Regions from separate parts of the Mus musculus genome. Here region 2 is linked to region 1. The links are chromatin contacts, called in public Hi-C maps. All regions are on one chromosome and are shown on one strand. The core of a region is the stretch at or near the end of the contact, and the rest is flanking DNA. Distances in the headings are between cores, read along the strand shown. Region 1 overlaps Cux1 (cut-like homeobox 1). Region 2 overlaps Gm38722 (a long non-coding RNA gene).

Region 1 (4,585 bases), core at 1,132-3,631:
TCTGCACCGACCGACTGCTGCCTACTGCTTTTCTGGCCAGTCTAAAGCCGCACTAATCTATGGGTATAAATATAAATATTTAAAAGGCAATTTAGCAACCTGTCCATTTGGCAAGACCACAGTGTGAAGATACCCCATTAGGGTCTGCGACCTCCCAAGCCATGGGCTTTTGAACAGGTTTGCAGTGCTAGGCATGAATTCCTTCCTGTGGAGCAAGCCTCACATCCAACCAGAGAACTGCCATGTGATAATTACCCCAGTAGGCACATCCTGAGTAGCACAGTAGTAGTACTGGAGATGCAGAGAGTATGACTGGGTAATTCCGTCCACTGACAACTTCTCCTCCAGCATCCTGCATAACACTTTTGGCACTTCAACAGAGATCCAGCAGGGAGGGAGCTCTATGTCTTGCAACTAAAATAGGTTGTGTCTTCATCACTAGGGTCATACTATCCAATTATAGTGGACGACTAAGTACGGAATGTAGCCTGTGTTGTGTGTGTGTGTGGGGGGGGGCAGTGTCTTCTCCCCTGACCAACAATTTGTAGGGAGGTCTCCCCTGCCTTGCATAAGATTTTCTTTAAATAATTCATGGTTTTTCGGGAAAACATAGTCTCTCCAGCCCTAGAAATTGTTGGGTTTTTTTGTTTTTTCTTTGTTTTTCTCTGTATAGCCCTGGCTATCCTGGTAGTTGTTTTGTAGACCAGGCTGGCCTTGAACTCAAGAGATTTGCCTGCCTATGCGTTCCAAGTGCTGGGATTAAGGGCATGCTAAGATTACAGGCATGTGCCACTATGACTAGGTTATAGGATGCAGGGGATAGAACCTAGGGATTCATGCATGCAGGACCAGCACTCCACCAACTGTCTCACTACCTCAGGCAGCCAGTCCTCTGGGAATACTTCCCTGCAGCCCTTCCATGGTTTCCTGAAGTAAAAGATGGTGGGAAGGAAGAGAAGGCTCTGGCTTGCTGGGTGGAGATTGTAAACCTCTTCACACTGTTTTTTTCATGGTGGGAATGAAGGAATGAATGAACGAATGAGCCAGTGAATGAGCCAGGCAGCTGGGCCCTCCCACCTCTGCACCTAGCCTGCTGCTGTACTGTGACCTGTCCTCTGCAGCTTACCTCTAAGTCTGCTTGAGCTTTAGGAAAATGGCAGGCAACTAATCCAGCATCCTCAACAGCGCTGCCTGCAGTCCCTTCCTGAAAATGGAAGTCGGTGGTAACTTAAGGGCCCTGCAAATGTCTTGAGAGGATGTTAATTATCAGTCTGACTCTCTGAGGGCTTCCTCCTCTGGCATGCCACACCTCTGCTGTGGCCATGCTCTTGCCCATTTCATTCTTTGTGGCTACATCCTCTTTCAGATTTTTACTAAAGCACACTTTCCTCATCCAAAGTGGGATGGCTTGGGCTGGCAAGGTGGCAAAGACAGGAATGGCATTTGCCAGCAAGCCTAATGACCTGAATTTGATCCTCAGAACCCACATAATAGAGGGAGAGAGCTGACTCCTGTATAGTATTCTCTGACCTCCACATTCAATAAACAAATGGAAAGGAAAGGAAAGGAAAGGAAAGGAAAGGAAAGGAAAGGAAAGGAAAGGAAAAAAAAAAAGAAAGGAAAGGAAAAAAAGAAAGGAAAGGAAAAGGAAAAGAAAGGAAAGGAAAGGAAAAAAGAAAGGAAAGGAAAAGGAAAAGGAAAGGAAAGGAAAGGAAAGGGGAAGGGGGAAAAGAGGTGGGGAGGGAAAGGGAAAAGGAAAAGAGACTTTTCTTTTGTAGCCCAGGCTGACTTTTAGTTCAACATGTCAGCAAGAATGATCTTGACTCCTGTTCCTTCTGCCTGCCAGTCCCAGATGCTGGGGTAGCAGGGGTGCCACCATGCCCAGGATCCTGGAAAAAGCTGTTCCTGCTACTGCTATGAAACACTGCTGTTATAGGTCGTTCATATAGAAACTAACTTGTTATCTCTATATATGTTTTGGGACTTATTTCAGCTGCACTGTCAACTTTGGAATAAAAGAGTCACGGCTCCCTAAGTTAAGCCAGCATCACACAGGGACTACTCTGGGAAGGTTACATTTCCCCCTTTGCACTAGCATAGTGCAATATTAAATACAGACAGTCTTCAACAGAGATCCCAACTGTCAAGTGTAAACACACTAGGCCTGTGGCTCCATGAGTACAACTCTTGCCTAGCATGCACAAAGCCATCACCCACAACTACTAAACTGAGTACAGAGGATCACACCTATGATCTCAGCATTCCTGCAGTGGAGGCAGGAGGCTCAAAAATCCAAGCACATACTTGCCTACATGTCAAATTCAAGGCCAGCCTGGGCTCTATGAGGCCTTGACTCAAAATGAGAAGACAGAAAGAGGAAATGTACAGTGGAAGTGTGTGGTCATGTTGCTGGAGGGAGATGGGGAGGCTCACTTGTAGAAAGCTGCCTAGGTGTGTGTGTGGTGGGAAAGTGTTTGCAGTGGCTGTAACAGCCCAAGGCTATCTTTACACCATGTCCCAAAAAACAGGTGCTCATGCGCAGGCAACCCTTTCCTTATTAACCAGCTTCAGAGTAATGTGATGACAGACTCCCAGACCATGAGCTTTCCTGCAGGTGAAAACCTTCCTCATTGAGTGTGGGTTTCCATTCTCAGAAAGAATATAGAAGCTGCAGCAAAAATCGTCCTTTTGGGATTGCCCAGAGGAGGCGAGTCAGCTCTGTAGCCTGGTAACAACAGTCTGATGCCCTATGCTGGTGGGAGTGGCCTCAATTTATAGGTAGAACTGAGCCCAGCCCCAGAGATCAGTAGAACATTCCAATGAGGCGCCTTCCAGGCTGAGTGGAAATTGCTTGGTACTCTCAGGAACAGGGAGTGACCGGGTGTGGCGGGGGTGGGGGGAGGTGTGGCTGTCAGGAGGTGAGTCCCAAACAGAAGAGGAAGCTCGTGGAGCTGGACAGTTTTTACAGGTGGCCGGAGCCTGTTGTTTTCATGATCCACCCTAGCCCTGCCATCACAGTAGTACCTCTGTCCTTTCCTCTTGTTCATTTTGCTATTGTGGGGTGGGAACAGTAGATAGAATGTCCACCTCAGGCTCATGTGAATACCAAGGGGCCATTAGGTATAACCTGGGAACCTGATTCCACACTCTCCCTTCATACCTCTCCCAAAGAGCTGCCATGTTCCTGTGTGCCACTGCCGAGGTACACAGTGACAGATAAGGATAGGTTCCTTTCTGTCTCCCTTTTTGAATGATAAAGGGTCTAGACAAAAGGACCATTCCTTTCATAGATACCTGCTGGCTTGCTCTTACAGGGAACAAAGTCAATGCCACTTGTTTTTCCTCTGTGTTAGGTCATTTGACTATGTTAGATCACTTGCTTGTTCAGCCCTGGCAGGTGACGTTTGTCATTTCTAGCTGCTGGCAGTTCTGGTCAAGCAGCCAGCCCCAAAGTTCTGGCACTTCCTCCCAACCCTGCTCTTCCCTAGAACTCTTCCAGCCAGAGGGAAGTCTGGACTGAAAGTGGAGGAAGTAGGCTTGGGCATAGATACTGCCTTGCCTGGATATGCCTGAGAAGGCTCATGTGAAAGCCTAGAAACTGAGTGGCAGCCGCTCACTGGCTGTGAGCAGTGAACAAGAGCAGCCACCACAGGAAAGATGAGCTGGGGACTAGTGCATACTTCAGGGCAGCAGCCATGGGAAGGAGACAGAAGAAGGGGATCACAGAAGAAGGAGGCTATTGGACTCCTCAGAACGTACTGATCATTCCAGACGTTTGACAAGGCTTGCCAGGGAGCTGGCGGCCTCAGCTAGAAAGCCAGCCTCTCTTAAACCTCATGGACTAGGGATATAGCTCATATAGTTGGTAGAGCATTTACCAACTGTACTTGAAATCATGAGTTCGACCCCCTGCTGAATAAACTGGAATGGGAGCACATACCTGTGGAGGCCAGAAGATGAGGCATTCAAGGTCATCCCCAGCTACAGAGTGAAATCAAAAGTAGTCTGTGCTACACGAGACTTTGTCCTGGAAGGAAAGAAAGGAAGAAAAAAAGAGAACTTCATATATACTTCTTAGATGACTTAAACCCACTGCCTGCCCTTGTCTTGGGACTGGATTTGAACTTGGTCAGTCACATTTGTGGAAGGTTTGAAGGAAGGAGAGCTCAGAGCTATGGAATTCATTTCCCGATGCTGTCAAGTGGCTTAAACACTAGAACTGAGTGCCTTCTAGTCCTGGGTCTGAAGGACTGGTTAAGTGTGTGAACAGGGCTGGCTGCTTGTGGAGAGCAAGGTAGTGGTGGATGACATTCCTCGTGTGGGGGCAGCACCCCAGCTCTGACTTTCTTTGTCAGTAACACTCTCCCTGCTCGTGTCTGTTGCAGGGTGTGTGTGTGTGTGTGTATGTGTGTGTGTGTGTAACCTGGGAAGGGTAGTCCATGACCCAAACCATACTCCAAGAACATGGGGCAAAAAGTTTGCTTAGTTTTCACTCTAAAGCATACAGTGACGCTGCGTCAGTTCACTTTTGGGAGCTCGCCTCACAATCTGATGCAATTAGCTAACTGCCACAAAAGGGAAGCTG
Region 2 (4,585 bases), core at 1,288-3,787, 270 kb before region 1:
GAAGGTGGGGTGCGGAAGGCAGAAGTGCCCTGGGGAAATACTGTTAAAGGGGCATACATGTCCTGCACTGAAAATGTAGGCATACACATGCATGCACACATTGGCTTGCACAGACAAGCTCACAGTGCACACACCCAAACAAACACACGCTCACAAACACACTCATGCACGGACATGCTCAGAGCAGTCATTCATTCAAGCATACACATGAAAGTATGCACACATCCACACATGCACACACCCATGCAGTCCTGCTTGTGCACAATCTCCAATGCACACCCCCAGGGCATGCACACACTCAAATACAAACACACTCATGCACACATTGCAAGGGTATACACACATAAGCATACGCAAACTCATGAATACACACCCTCATGTTTGCACACATTCAAAGCACACAAACATGGGCTCATGCACCCTCATGCCTGTACACACAAGGCATGCATAAAACAAGCTATTTAATTCCCATGCATCCACACACACTCAAAGCATGCTACACACATCAGTGCACACCCCCCAGAGCATGCACACACAAGCACATGTACTGCCCAGCACTCGCATACATAAAGCATGCACATAGTCACACATGTGTGTTTTACACACCCACATACATGCTCGGGTGTGTTTCACAACTGCACTCCCACTGAGGGCACTTGGTGGGATGACTCAGTGGTCACATCTGCAGACCAATGCTGCTGAACCCATAAGTTAATTATTACTGGAGCTGGGGAGATAGCTCAGTAAAGTGCTGGCCACAGAAGCATGAAGACCAGAATTTGATCCCAGAACCCATGTAAAAAAGCCAATTGTTGTGACATTCATTTCTAATCCCAGCGCTGGGAGCCAGAGGCAGGTGGACCCATGCTGGCCAGGCAGCCCAGACAAACTCATGAACTGTAGGCCAGTGAGAGACCCCGTCTCAAAAATAAGATAGACATTGTCCTGAAGACTAATACCTGAGACTGACCCCACAAGCACTCAAGTGTACGCCTTTACACATGAACATCACACAAACACATACCCCAAATCCACAGGCATACATTCAGGCAAAGCACTCAAACACATTAAATTAAAGTTTGGGAAAGTAAATATATATAATCTTTTTTTTTTTTTGGTTTTTCCAGACAGGGTATAATCTTTTTTAAAATCTTAACAAAGTAAAGTCCATACTGAATGGAGGCTGCACAGCATCCTCTTCATGGTCCCCACCAGAGCACCTCACACTTCCAAACTGACATCACGAAGCAGGGGAGCCCTTCAAGTCCTCCCATCAAGAGGGGGTCCTCAAAGAAGTTTTCAGCCCTTCCTTGGATCCAGGTAGGCACCTGTGAGCCCAAGAAGGGGTGCCAAGTGTGAAAAGCAGGTGTTCCCCAAATCCCACAAGCACGGGGGCTGCAGTCACATACTTCTAGAATGAGGGGCATTTATATCCACAGGCACATCATAAACAAAGATCCACAAGTACACAGAGAGACACACAGTCATACAGACAGACAAACACACACATGGCTACACATACAGACACATGCAGACAGACACACATATAGACAGACAGACATACACATAGTCATACATACAGATACACACAGACAGACAGACACGTACATATAGACAGACAGACACACATGTCCACACATACACACACACACTCATATACAGACAGACACACTCACACATAGCCACAATATAGACACACACATACATATACACAGCCACACATACACAGCCACACATATACACACTCACATACAGATATACCCACACAAAGATGCACACTCACACATAGCCACACAGACAGACAGACACATAGATATACACACACACACATGGAGACACACACATACGCAATCATACACATAGCCACACACACACATAGACAGCAATTCATTCACACACTTACACGCAAACAGATACATACTTGAAAGCTAGCATTTATTTACAGAGTCACCCCCATGCAGGGAAATACATTCACACACAACAGACACACAAACATACATGCGAACACACTAATACCCAAATTCACACACACTGACACTCCCTGAGTCATTTCTTCTTGTTTTCCTCCTCCTCCTCTTCCCTCTTCCTCCTCCTCCTTCTCTTTGTTTCTCCCCCTCATCTCATTTGTACTAGTCTCACATAGCCCAGGCTATCCTTGAATTCATTATGCAGTCAAGAATGGCTTTGAATTTCTGATTCTCCTGCCTCTACCTCCTGGGTGTTAGGATTACAAGTGTGCACCAATGCCTGGATGCCCATAGTTTGTCTTAAAGAATACTCTATACTAGGAAGTTGAGAGCAGAGCAACTACCACATGGACACAAAAACCCAGGTCGGGCCAAAAGCAGGCTAAGACTAAGGTCGGGGCTACGGCCAAAGTCTAGTTAGCACTTGCCGCTGCGCCACCCACTTTCTCCTTATTTTGGCCTCTAAGTGTCAGGAGTCATAGCCCAGTGAGGGATCCAGACTCCCATCTCTCCTTTGCTGTTCTCTCTTTTTAACAACCAAGAAACGGGAAGTTAGACTGGTTTCCACAAACACCACTAGGTGGCGCTCCGCTAACGAAAATCTGAATGGACCGCACGGCCAGCTCATCCAGACCAAGGCTGACCTCCTGCCTCCATCTAAGTCACAGTGCCCCAGGTTCTCAATCCCTGTGTGTCCCAGCCTCAGCTTCCATTTAAGGCCTGAGGCAGATAAATGGGAGAGGGGACAAGGTTAGCTTATGGCTGCTCCCACCCAAGTGGTTCATATCCACTCTGCCTCCCTAGTTTCTAGAACGGAACAGAGGCAGGGTCAGGACGGGGCTCATTGGTAGAGCCGCACCTACAAACACCCAGTGAAGGAGCTGGGAGCCTGGCTCAACAGCAGAGCACCTGCAAAGCCCTGGATCCTAACTCCAGCACCAAAACTTAGTGAGTTAATCAAATTAAAAGTGCGATGATAGAGCCAGGCATGGTGGCAGCTGACTATAATCCTAGCAGCACTCGGGAGGCTGAAGTGGGTAGAAATTGGATTTTAAGGGCAGCCTGAGCTATGGTGAGATAAAGGTTCAGTAAGCAATAGTGACTCAGTTTCCCTCTTTCAGTTCCCCTGGGACAGCACTACCTAGCATCTATCTTTGCCCTCTCAGTTTGGGGGGGATGGTTTCAAAGCCCATAGAGAGATGGGAAGACCCATACTCTCCACTATACCCAAACGAAAGGGTCAGAGGCCCAGGTCCACCACTGAGCCGGCCCCATCCAAGGGAGCAGTTTTAATTTTACTGCTTGTCAGTCCAGGATCCATCCAACATTCCTTCCTCCAGGAAGGCTTTCATGACTTACTCCTAAGTAAAGACTCCAGCTGGACCTTCTACAGTAGGAAGTCCTGGGCCACAAAGTACTGTGGACTCAGAAGGTCCCCTAGTCAGACACACGGTGGGCTTGGCCAGTTGTCAGTGACGGGCTCTGGGGCAGAGATAGAATCACGATACTGGATCTTGGGAAAGCCTGTGAGGTGTCAGACACTGGTGTGATTAGAAAGGCCTTTAGGGTAGGTGATGAAAACTTAGAAAATACCCTAAGAGAAGTAGGTTTCATCTCATGTCATGAACCTCACTGGCTCAGAGAGGTCAAGTGGCTGATAGAACATCACACAGCAGAAGCAACACACAACGTGAGGCTGAGTGAAAAAAAAAGGGGGGGGAAGGAGAGGGAAAGAAAACTAAAATTAAGAAAATAAATATATGGGCCAGGTGTGGTGGCACACGCCTTTAATCCCAGCACTTGGGAGGCAGAGGCAGGCAAATTTCTGAGTTCGAGGCCAGCCTGGTCTACAAAGTGAGTTCCAGGACAGCCAGGGCTACACAGAGAAACCCTGTCCCGAAAAAAAAAAGAAAGAAAGAAAGAAAGAAAGAAAGAAAGAAAGAAAGAAAGAAAGAAAGAAAGAAAGGAAGGAAGGAAGGAAGGAAGGAAGAAAGGAAGGAAGAAAGGAAGGAAGAAAAGAAAATACATATATATATGAACACATGTATACACATGCACATACACTCCTTAGAATAGTCCAGATGGCACCTTTAACTTGTATCAAATGTTATCTACTTCTGTAAGACTCACCCCTAGGTACTATCTGTCACCCTGCCATATTAGCCTTGAGTAATAGACAGACTGCAGTAATACAGTCACCAGGACAATGACAGCAGTAATGAATGTCCCTGTGTGTGTAGAGGTCAGCAGGGCTGGGTCAGGCTGGGTCAGCAGGGCTGGGTCAGCTCAGGCAGCCTCCCCGATGCCAAGTCCCTGCAGTCCATGGACTCAGGCTGAGAGTCCTAGGGCACAGGGCAGATCCAGATGGAAACCCCAGGAAGGCACAGAGGCAGGAGTGAGCTCTGCACTGGCCTTGGGAGTCTGTGTTCTTGCCCCTGGGCAGCTCTGGGTCCTGCTTGGAGCTTCATTCATACAAGGTGAGCTGGCCTGGCTGAGCAGCAGAGAGTGGAGGGGGCGTAGAGACATAAACAGAGAGGCATGTTGCCACTGTGAAGACCACCCAGGGATGCGCATCAGGCCCCTCCTTCTCCCATTCCTTCCCTCTCCCGCTTCCTTTC

The links. Hi-C and Micro-C count contacts between places; a contact is called where the count stands out from the background.
Region 2: a Hi-C map of bone marrow-derived macrophages shows a contact between it and region 1, with 22 read pairs. The contact joins two enhancer-like sites. A contact is called at or near these places in 1 of 15 datasets of contacts at CTCF or cohesin (large pre-B cells), 22 of 484 Hi-C or Micro-C datasets (B cells, ECoMG myeloid progenitors, ECoMG-derived neutrophils and 11 more) and 2 of 115 datasets of contacts at active chromatin or transcription factors (embryonic basal ganglia and embryonic stem cells).

What each region holds. Positions count from the first base shown.
Region 1 is chr5:136,394,702-136,399,286 of GRCm38.p6, reverse strand. All of the region lies in intron 3 of Cux1 (cut-like homeobox 1), which reads left to right. Gm16599 (a long non-coding RNA gene) reads right to left here. Exons shown (of 3, transcript XR_868598.3): 2 at 3,941-4,027. Among named protein-coding and RNA genes, the nearest start is that of Gm16599, 4.1 kb to the right of the region's middle. Within about 2 kb of position 2,381, at least 67 of the 459 cell types and tissues checked have an H3K27ac peak or open chromatin away from gene starts, as enhancers often do. A contact at or near this core is called in bone marrow-derived macrophages, where this site is marked.
Region 2 is chr5:136,662,678-136,667,262 of GRCm38.p6, reverse strand. All of the region lies in intron 2 of Gm38722 (a long non-coding RNA gene), which reads right to left. Among named protein-coding and RNA genes, the nearest start is that of Myl10, 29 kb to the left of the region's middle. Within about 2 kb of position 2,537, at least 23 of the 459 cell types and tissues checked have an H3K27ac peak or open chromatin away from gene starts, as enhancers often do. A contact at or near this core is called in bone marrow-derived macrophages, where this site is marked.